2 separate regions of the Sus scrofa genome follow, and region 2 is linked to region 1. Evidence: chromatin contacts called from public Hi-C data. All regions are on one chromosome and are shown on one strand. The core of a region is the stretch at or near the end of the contact, and the rest is flanking DNA. Distances in the headings are between cores, read along the strand shown.

Region 1 (4,100 bases), core at 949-3,448:
CAGTGGGTTGAGGATCTGGCATCACTGCTGTGGTGCAGGTTTGATCCCTGGCCTGGGAACTCCCTCATGCCACAGGCATGGCCCAAAAAAATTACCTGTAATTATTTGTAATACCCAGAGGTAACCCATCCTAACCTGGAGATAACTGCAATTAACATTTTGGTATATTTCCTTGTTTGTTTGTTTGTTTTGTCTTTTTGCCATTTCTTAGGCCGCTCCTTTGGCATATGGAGGTTTCCAGGCTAGGGGTCGAATTGGAGCGGTAGCCACTGACCTACGCCAGAGCCACAGTAATGCAGGATCTGAGCCGTGTCTGCAACCCACACCACAGCTCTCGGCAACGCCGGATCCTTAACCCACTGAGCAAGGCCAGGGATCGAACCCGCATCCTCATGGTTCCTAGTCAGATTCATTAACCACTGAGCCATGATGGGAATTCCTATATTTCTTTCTAATGTTTTAAAATTTTATAATCCAAATTTAAAATGTTTAATAATATATGAATTTATCATTTATATGTCTTTAAATTTTTTTCTGATTCTAAAATTAATGTATTTATAGTATTAAAGGTTCAGATTAACGTAAATATAAAAATTTTTTAAGTTCTTTAATTTTACCCTCCAGGGATAGCTACTGTTAACATCTGTTCCATTTTGACTTTGTTTGATTCCTTTAATTCGTTCATGTCCAAATCAGTACTTAGAATTGCTGGAGAGGAGTTCTGGTCGTGGCTCAGCAGTAAAGATCCCGACTAGTGTCCACGAGGACATGGGTTTGATCCCTGGCCTTGCTTATTGGATTAAGGATCTGGTGTTGCCGTGAGCTGTGGTGTCGGCTGCAGATATGGCTGGGATCCTACGTGGCTGTGGTGTAGGCCAGCAGCTGCAGCTCCAATTCAGCCCCTAGCCTGAGAACTTCCATTTGCCACAGGTGCGGCCCTAAAAGATTTTAAAAGAAAAAGAATTGCCAGGAGACACTTGGAGGGCTCAGTGTTTGGGCTTAGAGTCAGGCTGTCTTTGAATCCTGATGTATCTGTGACCTTGGGTGAGCTACTGCTCTTCTGCAGCCCTCAGTTTCCTCATGTGCAGAAGGGCATTTCGTCCACGTGAAGTATTTACAATGTGACACTCAGTAGAAAGTACTACATACTACCATCGCTACTGCTACCAGTGATTACTGTTACTGTCTTTGCTCAGAAACCTCAGCCCTAACACCTGGCATTTGGGTACAGTGGGTACCCTGGTGCCAGGGACTGTGGGGAGGGGTAGTTTCAGCGGGGACTGATGTTTGGAGCCTCTCTTGGAGTCACTGAGCATTAAATACCACACGGTACCTGGCATTAGGCCAGGGAGTCTGGTGGAGGGGCGGTGGTGGTAGGTATTCCTGGATAAGTTCAGGGGGTTGTAAAATTGTATGTTTCATGTGTTTTCTAAATTTTTTCCATGACATATATGCTGGTTTTTTTGTTTTTTTGTTTTTTTGTTTTGGTCTTTTGTCTTTCTAGGGCCCCAGCAGCGGCATATGGAGGGTCCCAGGCTAGGGTCTAATTGGAGCTATAGCTGCCAGCCTATGCCAGCCACAGCAACTCGGGATCCGAGCCACATCTGCGACACCACAGCTCACGACAATGCGGGATCCTTAACCCACTGAGCAAGACCAGGAATCGAACTCGCAACCTCATGGTTCCTAGTCAGATTTGTTTCCGATGAGCCACGACGGAAACTCCTGTGCTGCTTTTTAAAATAGTAAATTGGAGTTCCCGCTGTGGCGTAATGGGACCTGCAGTGTCTCTGGAGTGCTGGGACGTAGGTTCAGTCCCCAGCCAGGCACAGTAGGTTAAAGGATCCAGCACTGCCGCAGTGCGGTGTAGGTCGCTCCTGGCTCAGTTCTGATCCTTGGCCCGGAAACTCCAGTTGGTTTGGCCACCAACCCTGCATGGTGGCCAAAAAGAAAAAAGAAAATAGTAAATGCTGTCTTAAAAACAAACAAAAACCTGCTTGTAGCATTTTGCATCATAGGTGCTGTTATTTGGGGGTCCATTCGTGTCATTTTAGACCTCACACAATACTGTCGTATTTATTCCCTTTTTCCAAAAGAAGAAACTGGGTCCAAAGGTGAAATCTGCTGGCACCACACTGCTAGTAAATGACAGGGCTAGCCGAAGAGCTGTATCCAAGTTCGAAGAGCTGTATCCAAGTTCTCTTCTCTGGGCCACACTGCCCCTTGTAAACTGCAGATTATAATTCAGCCTTCTCGGCCCTGCTGGGCTTTTCGCCTGACCTTCCGCCCTGTCTTGCTTTGCCGTTTACCTTCCACCACTTCGTACGTTCGTGATTTCTAGCTCCTGCACACGTCACCCGATTGTCTACTTTCTGTGTTACTCTCTGTCCTCTGAGCGCCTGGCAGACCCCTGTCTCTGCTCCACAGTCCTGCTCAGTGAAGTCTTGCCTGGGCATTCCAGGCTGAGTTAATTATTCCCTCTGCTCTATTCCTGCCCCTTGTGTGTTTCCTTCTTGGTGTAGGTGACAGTGGTTTGTGTTTACGTGCTGATCGTGGACAGACTGAAGTGGTGTAAGTGTAGGAAAGGGGTTACATGATAAGCCACCGTCAACCTGTTGCACTTTTGCTCCTCTTGAATGTATTGTCTACAAGGCAGCCACTGTGATTTTTTAAAGTTTTTTTTTTATTACAGTTGATTTACAATGTTCTGGGTTTTTTTTTTGTTTTTTTTTTTAATGCAGATAGGATGCTGCTTAACTTCAGTGGCTTCTCATTGCTCTTAGCATCGAGTTAAACATTTAACATGTCCTGCTGTAAAGCTCACACACTTAGAGAAAGGTCAAGGCCGGACTGACTCTTAAAGGTATAGTGAACCACTTCATATTCAGGCAGTTCTTTGCTCAGATACAGAATGAGAAGAAACAAAAGCTGAAGGTGCCAGCTTCCTGGGTTCTAGTCCCACACACTGAAAAGGGTGGTACCAGGACAAAAGGAGCTGATGACTGCACTCAAGTTGTGGCAGCGCCAGTGTCACCAAGTGGGTTTATATTTTGCAGCTCTAGTCTGAAGAGTCCGGGACTGAAAGCGTCATACCTTATCAGATACTGGGAGTCTGGGAGAAACTTTCCCATAACGGCCTCCCAGGGAGGTAAGGAGGCAAAGGAGAGATGGCCTCATAGCTCCTTTAGAGGCCTCCTATCATCTGGTGTTCCTAGATACTGGGCCAAGACTCAGATAAGCTGCAGTTCAAGGCTGCTCGGGTGCTTTTCTCATACACCTGCAAGGTCCCTCGCAATACCTGGCTGCGTTTTACCCCTAGGCTTATTTTCTGCCACTTCCACTGCCCTCTACATGCTTTGCTCCAGCCAAGCTAGTTTTCTCTTTCTTATTGCAGTTAAAAATGCTTTCCTGCTATGGGGCATTTGCACATGTTCACTCTACCTGCCAGGCTCCCTGGTTTCTTTCCCCTAAACCCCATTTTATTTTCCTGGCTAACTCCTCATCATGTTTTGGTTCTCAAATAATCACTTTCTTGGATAGTCTAGATTCGTTTCTCCAGCTTTATATAGTTAGAGCATTACAGCTGCTTAGCCACTCTTTCGTAGCACTTACATAGTTGCTTCCGTAGTTTCTGGGGTGATTACTTGGTATTTGTCTTCACCAACTTGTAAGCTCAGCAAGGGCAAGAACTGTGTCGGTCTTGTTTATCTCACTAAGTCAGGCACCACAGCACAAAGTTGGGGGCTAGATAAACATCTATTTAATGAATCAGTAATCCTTTAGTCTTGTGGGGTTTTTGGTTTTTTGTTTTTGGGGTCACACCCGCAGCATCTGGAGGTTCCCAGGCTAGGGGTTTAATTGGAGCCGCAGCTGCCATCCTACACCATAGCCACAGCAATGCAGGATCCAAGCTGCATCTACGACCTGCCTCACAGCTCACGGCAACGCTGGATCCCCAACCCACTGAGTGAGGCCAGGGATCGAACCCTCATTCCCATGGATACCAGTCAGGTTCATTACTGCCGAGCCACAATGAGAATTCCTTTTAATACTTCAGTTTTAATTAGGGAGGTGGTGTGGTCAAAAAAGCAATGACTTGA
Region 2 (4,100 bases), core at 560-3,059, 61 kb before region 1:
AAAGACTTGGAGTTCCCTTGTGGCTCAGTGGGTTAAGGATCCGGTGTTGGAGTTCCCGTCATGGCTCAGTGGAAACGAATCTGACTAGTCTCCACGAGGATGCGAGTTTGATCCCTGGCCTCGCTCAGGGGGTTAAGGACCCAGCATTGCTGTGAGCTGTGGTGTAGGTCGCAGACGTGGCTTGGATCTGGCGTTGCTGTGGCTGTGGTGGACCCCTAGCCTGGGAACTTCCGTACATCACAGGTGCAGCCCTAAAAAGCAAAAAAAAAAAAAAAAAAAGGATCCCATGTTGTCACTGCTGTGGCATGGGTTTGATCCCTGGCCTGGAAGCTTCTGCACGCCATGGGGGCAGCCAAAAAAAAAAAAAAAAAAAAAGTCTGGAAGAGTTGGGGGCTGGTGGTGGGATTCTAGAGGTTTTCCTTTTCTGCTTCTGCCACATTTTCTGTCTACTGCCATGAGACAGTCACAATTAAAAGACAATTTTATACCCAAGGGTAAAGCCATTTGCTGAGCACCAGAACTGTCATGCTGATTTGCTCAGCATTGATGTCCCCAGGTCCCCTGCTCAGGATGGGCCCAGACTCGTGGGGTGGGCACAGAATTGGTGGCCTCATCCTTGGCAGTGCCCACTGCAAATTCACCCCCCTCCCTGCAGTTCCAGGCCCTCGTCACGCTGCTTCTGCTCCCTCCGTGTGCAGAGCTGGCGCTGCCGCCTCCTCAGTGAGCCCTGGAGCTGACTTTACACAACGAGGCCGTTCTCCCCTGCTTCCCATTCCCATGCTTCATGTTGTTAACATTCAGGGCTCCTGAGGTTGGAAGGAACCAGGAACTGTTTTGTTTCTAGAGAAAAACATGCATTTGGAGTTTGGAGATGGACTGGCAAGGTGGACTTTTTTTTTTATGGCCACACCCTTGGCATATGGAAGTTCCCAGGCCAGGGATTGAATCCGAGCTGCAGCTGAGACCTGTGCTGCAGCTGCAGCCATGCTACATCCTTTAACCCACTGCGCTGGGCCAGAGATCAAACCCACGCCTCCACAGCAACCCAAGCCACTGCAGTCAGATTCCTAACCCACCGTGCCACAGCAGGAACCTCAAGGTGGACTTTTTTTTTTCCTTTTAGGGCCGCACCCACAGCATATGAAATTTCCCAGGCTAGGGTTCGAATCGGAGCTGCAGCTGCTGGCCACAGCCACAGCAAAGCGGGATCTGAGCCATTTCTACAGCCTACTCCACAGCCCATGGCACCACCAAATTCTCAACCTACTGAGCAAGGCCAGGGATTGAACCTCTGATCTCAGGGATACTAGTCAGGTTCACTACTTCACCAGTTCATGGGAACTCCCCACGGTGGGCTTTAAGTGGCTATTTTACCAATAAACATTGAAGCTCAGAAAAGCAAAGTGATATGCCCCCAAACTAAACAGCAAGGCTAAAATTCAAACCCAGAGTGGGTTTCAAATTCAAATTCCCAGACTCTCCTTATCCTCGGGTTCCAGCTTTTCACCACTTGTGCTCTTGGAGCTTGCTGCTCCTGAGAGCTTCCAGAGCCTTCCAGCCCAGCCTCCCCTCGTCCCAGCTCCCAGGATCCTGAACACCTGCTGCGTCCTAGGCCTGGGCTGGGTGCTCTGAGGCTCTATCTTATTTCACAGTGGGGGGTGTTGTCACTCCTTTGTACAGACAGGGAAATCAAAGTTTAGAGAAACCTCATTCAGCAAATATTTACTAAATGTCTATTTGGTGTCAACCTTGCTGCCAGCCTTCACAGTCTGCTTGGAAAGACAAACATTACAAGGACAAAAAATAATAGAATGATGGGTTGTGGTAAGTGGTGTGGCTGAGAAGATAGGGGATCTGGGAGAGGACAGGGACGACCTCTGTGTGGGTGACATTTAAGCCAAGACCAGAAGGGTGAGTGGAGGTGACTTACCCCCACGGCTCCCATACGAATTGGGCACAGAACCGAGTCCTTCGGGCAGCTTCTGACCCCCATCCATACACCTCAGTTCGCAGGCAGATGCAGCCTGACTAGCTGGTCTAAGGGGTAAGGCACAAGGAAAGCAGTTACAAGAGGACCTTAGGTGCTTAGAACCCTGTCACCCTAGTCTCCTGTCCCTGAGGTTGGGAATAAGAGGTCAAGAAAGCCCGGGAGAAGTTCCCGTCATGGCTCGGTGGAAACGAACCTGACTAGCATCCATGAGGACTTGGGTTCAATCCCTGGCCTCACTCAGTGGGTTAAGGATCCAGCGTTGCTGTGAGCTGTGGTGTAGGTGGCAGACGTAGCTCGGATCCCTTGTTGCTGTGGCTCTGGCGTAGGCCGGCGACTACAGCTCCAATTAGACCCCTAGCCTGGGAACCTCCATATGCTGCAGGCGCAGCCCTAAAAATACAAAAAAAAAAAAAAAAAGAAGAAGCCCAGGGAGGCAAATGTAACTCAAACAGAATCTAGTTTCCAGGGTCAAAGCTGCCCCACCCCCCGAGCTACCTTGTGGTGTCCAGGGGCTGCTACAGGGTCAGCCCTGGGCACAGGTGATTGGTCAAGGAGTGAACATGTGACCCAATCCGTTGTAGGCACAGTTGATTGGTCAATGATGGAACACGTGCCCCAACTGGGTCTATGAAGACCTTCCCTGAAATTTGTGAACCTGAGATCTGTTTCTGGAGACGACCTGTTGTAACCCACTGTGTTTTCTACTTTGTATACAAATACTCTTACAAACACAGATTTGTGCTGCCACAGGAACTGTGGGCTTGGAATATGTCAAAGCTGGGAGATCTCTGGCCAGCATGTGGCAGATAAGAATACAGACTAAGAGGGAGCTCCCTGGTGGCTCAGCAGCTTAAAGATCTGGTGTTGTCACTGCTGTGGCTATAGTTACAGCTGTGGCATGGGTCTTATCCCTGGCTTGGAACTTCCGCCTGCCATGGGTGCAGCCAAAAGCAAAAAACACAGGTTTGGAGTTAGTCCTGGGTTCAAATCTGCCTCCATCACCAATTTGGGATGTGATCTTGGGCAAGTCACTTCCCTGTCTGGGCCTCTGAATTTTATCCATAGAATGGGACACCAGCCTCACAGACACCTGGCAGCTGCCACTGAGGTGCCTACTTGGAGGTGAGCCCCTCAGGGCCTGGCAACTGACAGCCATGGGGAGGGGGCCCATCAGAGGGTATGGGAGGCAGCCAGAGAGCAGCTCTGTGGCCCCAGCAAGTGGCTCTACCTCCCTAAGCTGTTTCTCTCTCTGTACCATCAGGCTGTGCCACACAGATAACATACAGGTGCCTGACATGCTGCACTTCTGCCACCCACCTGCCTGGAGGACAAACCTCCACAGCTGGACACATGCCCCCTCCCCTGACTGTACCAAACTGCCAGACAGCCCTCACATGCCTCTGCACTGTGCTACGCCAGCCTGGCTGGCACTCCCGACTCCAGCACCTAAGCTGGGAAAGCTGCCAGCCAGAGACAGGGCTGAGCAGCAGAGGAAATCAGAGACTGGGTTGAAGATGGGTGCCCCCAGCCCCTCACCAGCCCTCACCAGCCCTCAACATGTTCTCAGTTCAGCAAACATTCCCAACCGTGCAGGCCGACGCCTGGACCCAGGAGAGCGAGAGCCCTTTTTGTGAGCTGCTTCTCCGTCGTCAGCAGGAGCAGGGGCTACATACTCAGCCTCCTTTGGCTCCTGGGCTGCAGGTGTCTCCAAGTCAGCAGGGCCAGGTCACTCAGGGCTGAAGTGCATGGCTCTTTTCTGAGGTCTGAGTACAGAACTGCTTTGATCTAGGTCTGTGGCAAGGCTGGGCAACGTCCCTGACCCCAGGACTCTAAGAAGATGCTAGATGATGCTTCAATTACCCAGAAATCCTATCCTAGAGCCTTGCTGAGACCTCAGGGCTGTGGCCAGAGCAAGTGCCCAAAGCTGGGGCCAGAGTCCTGAGCCAGGAGCCAGTGTTCAGCCCCCCAGGACTTGCTAGGCTCCTCCTTGCTCTGGGCCTTGGCTTCCCCTTGGGGTCTCAGTACTGACATTCAGACTCAGGACCACCCCCAGGCTCCACTACTGTCCAGTCAAGCCCCGCCTTCCCTTCCCTCTTTCTCTGCCTCCCAA

Evidence for each region. A called contact is a pair of places that touch in the nucleus more often than the background predicts.
Region 2: a contact with region 1 is called in a Hi-C map of liver, with 5 times the contacts expected there. A contact is called at or near these places in 10 of 47 Hi-C or Micro-C datasets (alveolar macrophages, blood, epiblast stem cells and 5 more) and 2 of 2 datasets of targeted methods (alveolar macrophages and skeletal muscle).

What each region holds. Positions count from the first base shown.
Region 1 is chr5:7,054,264-7,058,363 of Sscrofa11.1, reverse strand. The region is part of intron 1 of ACO2 (aconitase 2); the gene reads left to right. Among named protein-coding and RNA genes, the nearest start is that of ACO2, 15 kb to the left of the region's middle.
Region 2 is chr5:7,114,995-7,119,094 of Sscrofa11.1, reverse strand. LOC110260631 (a long non-coding RNA gene) reads right to left here. Exons shown (of 3, transcript XR_002343883.1): 3 at 1,250-2,037. Among named protein-coding and RNA genes, the nearest start is that of TEF, 18 kb to the left of the region's middle.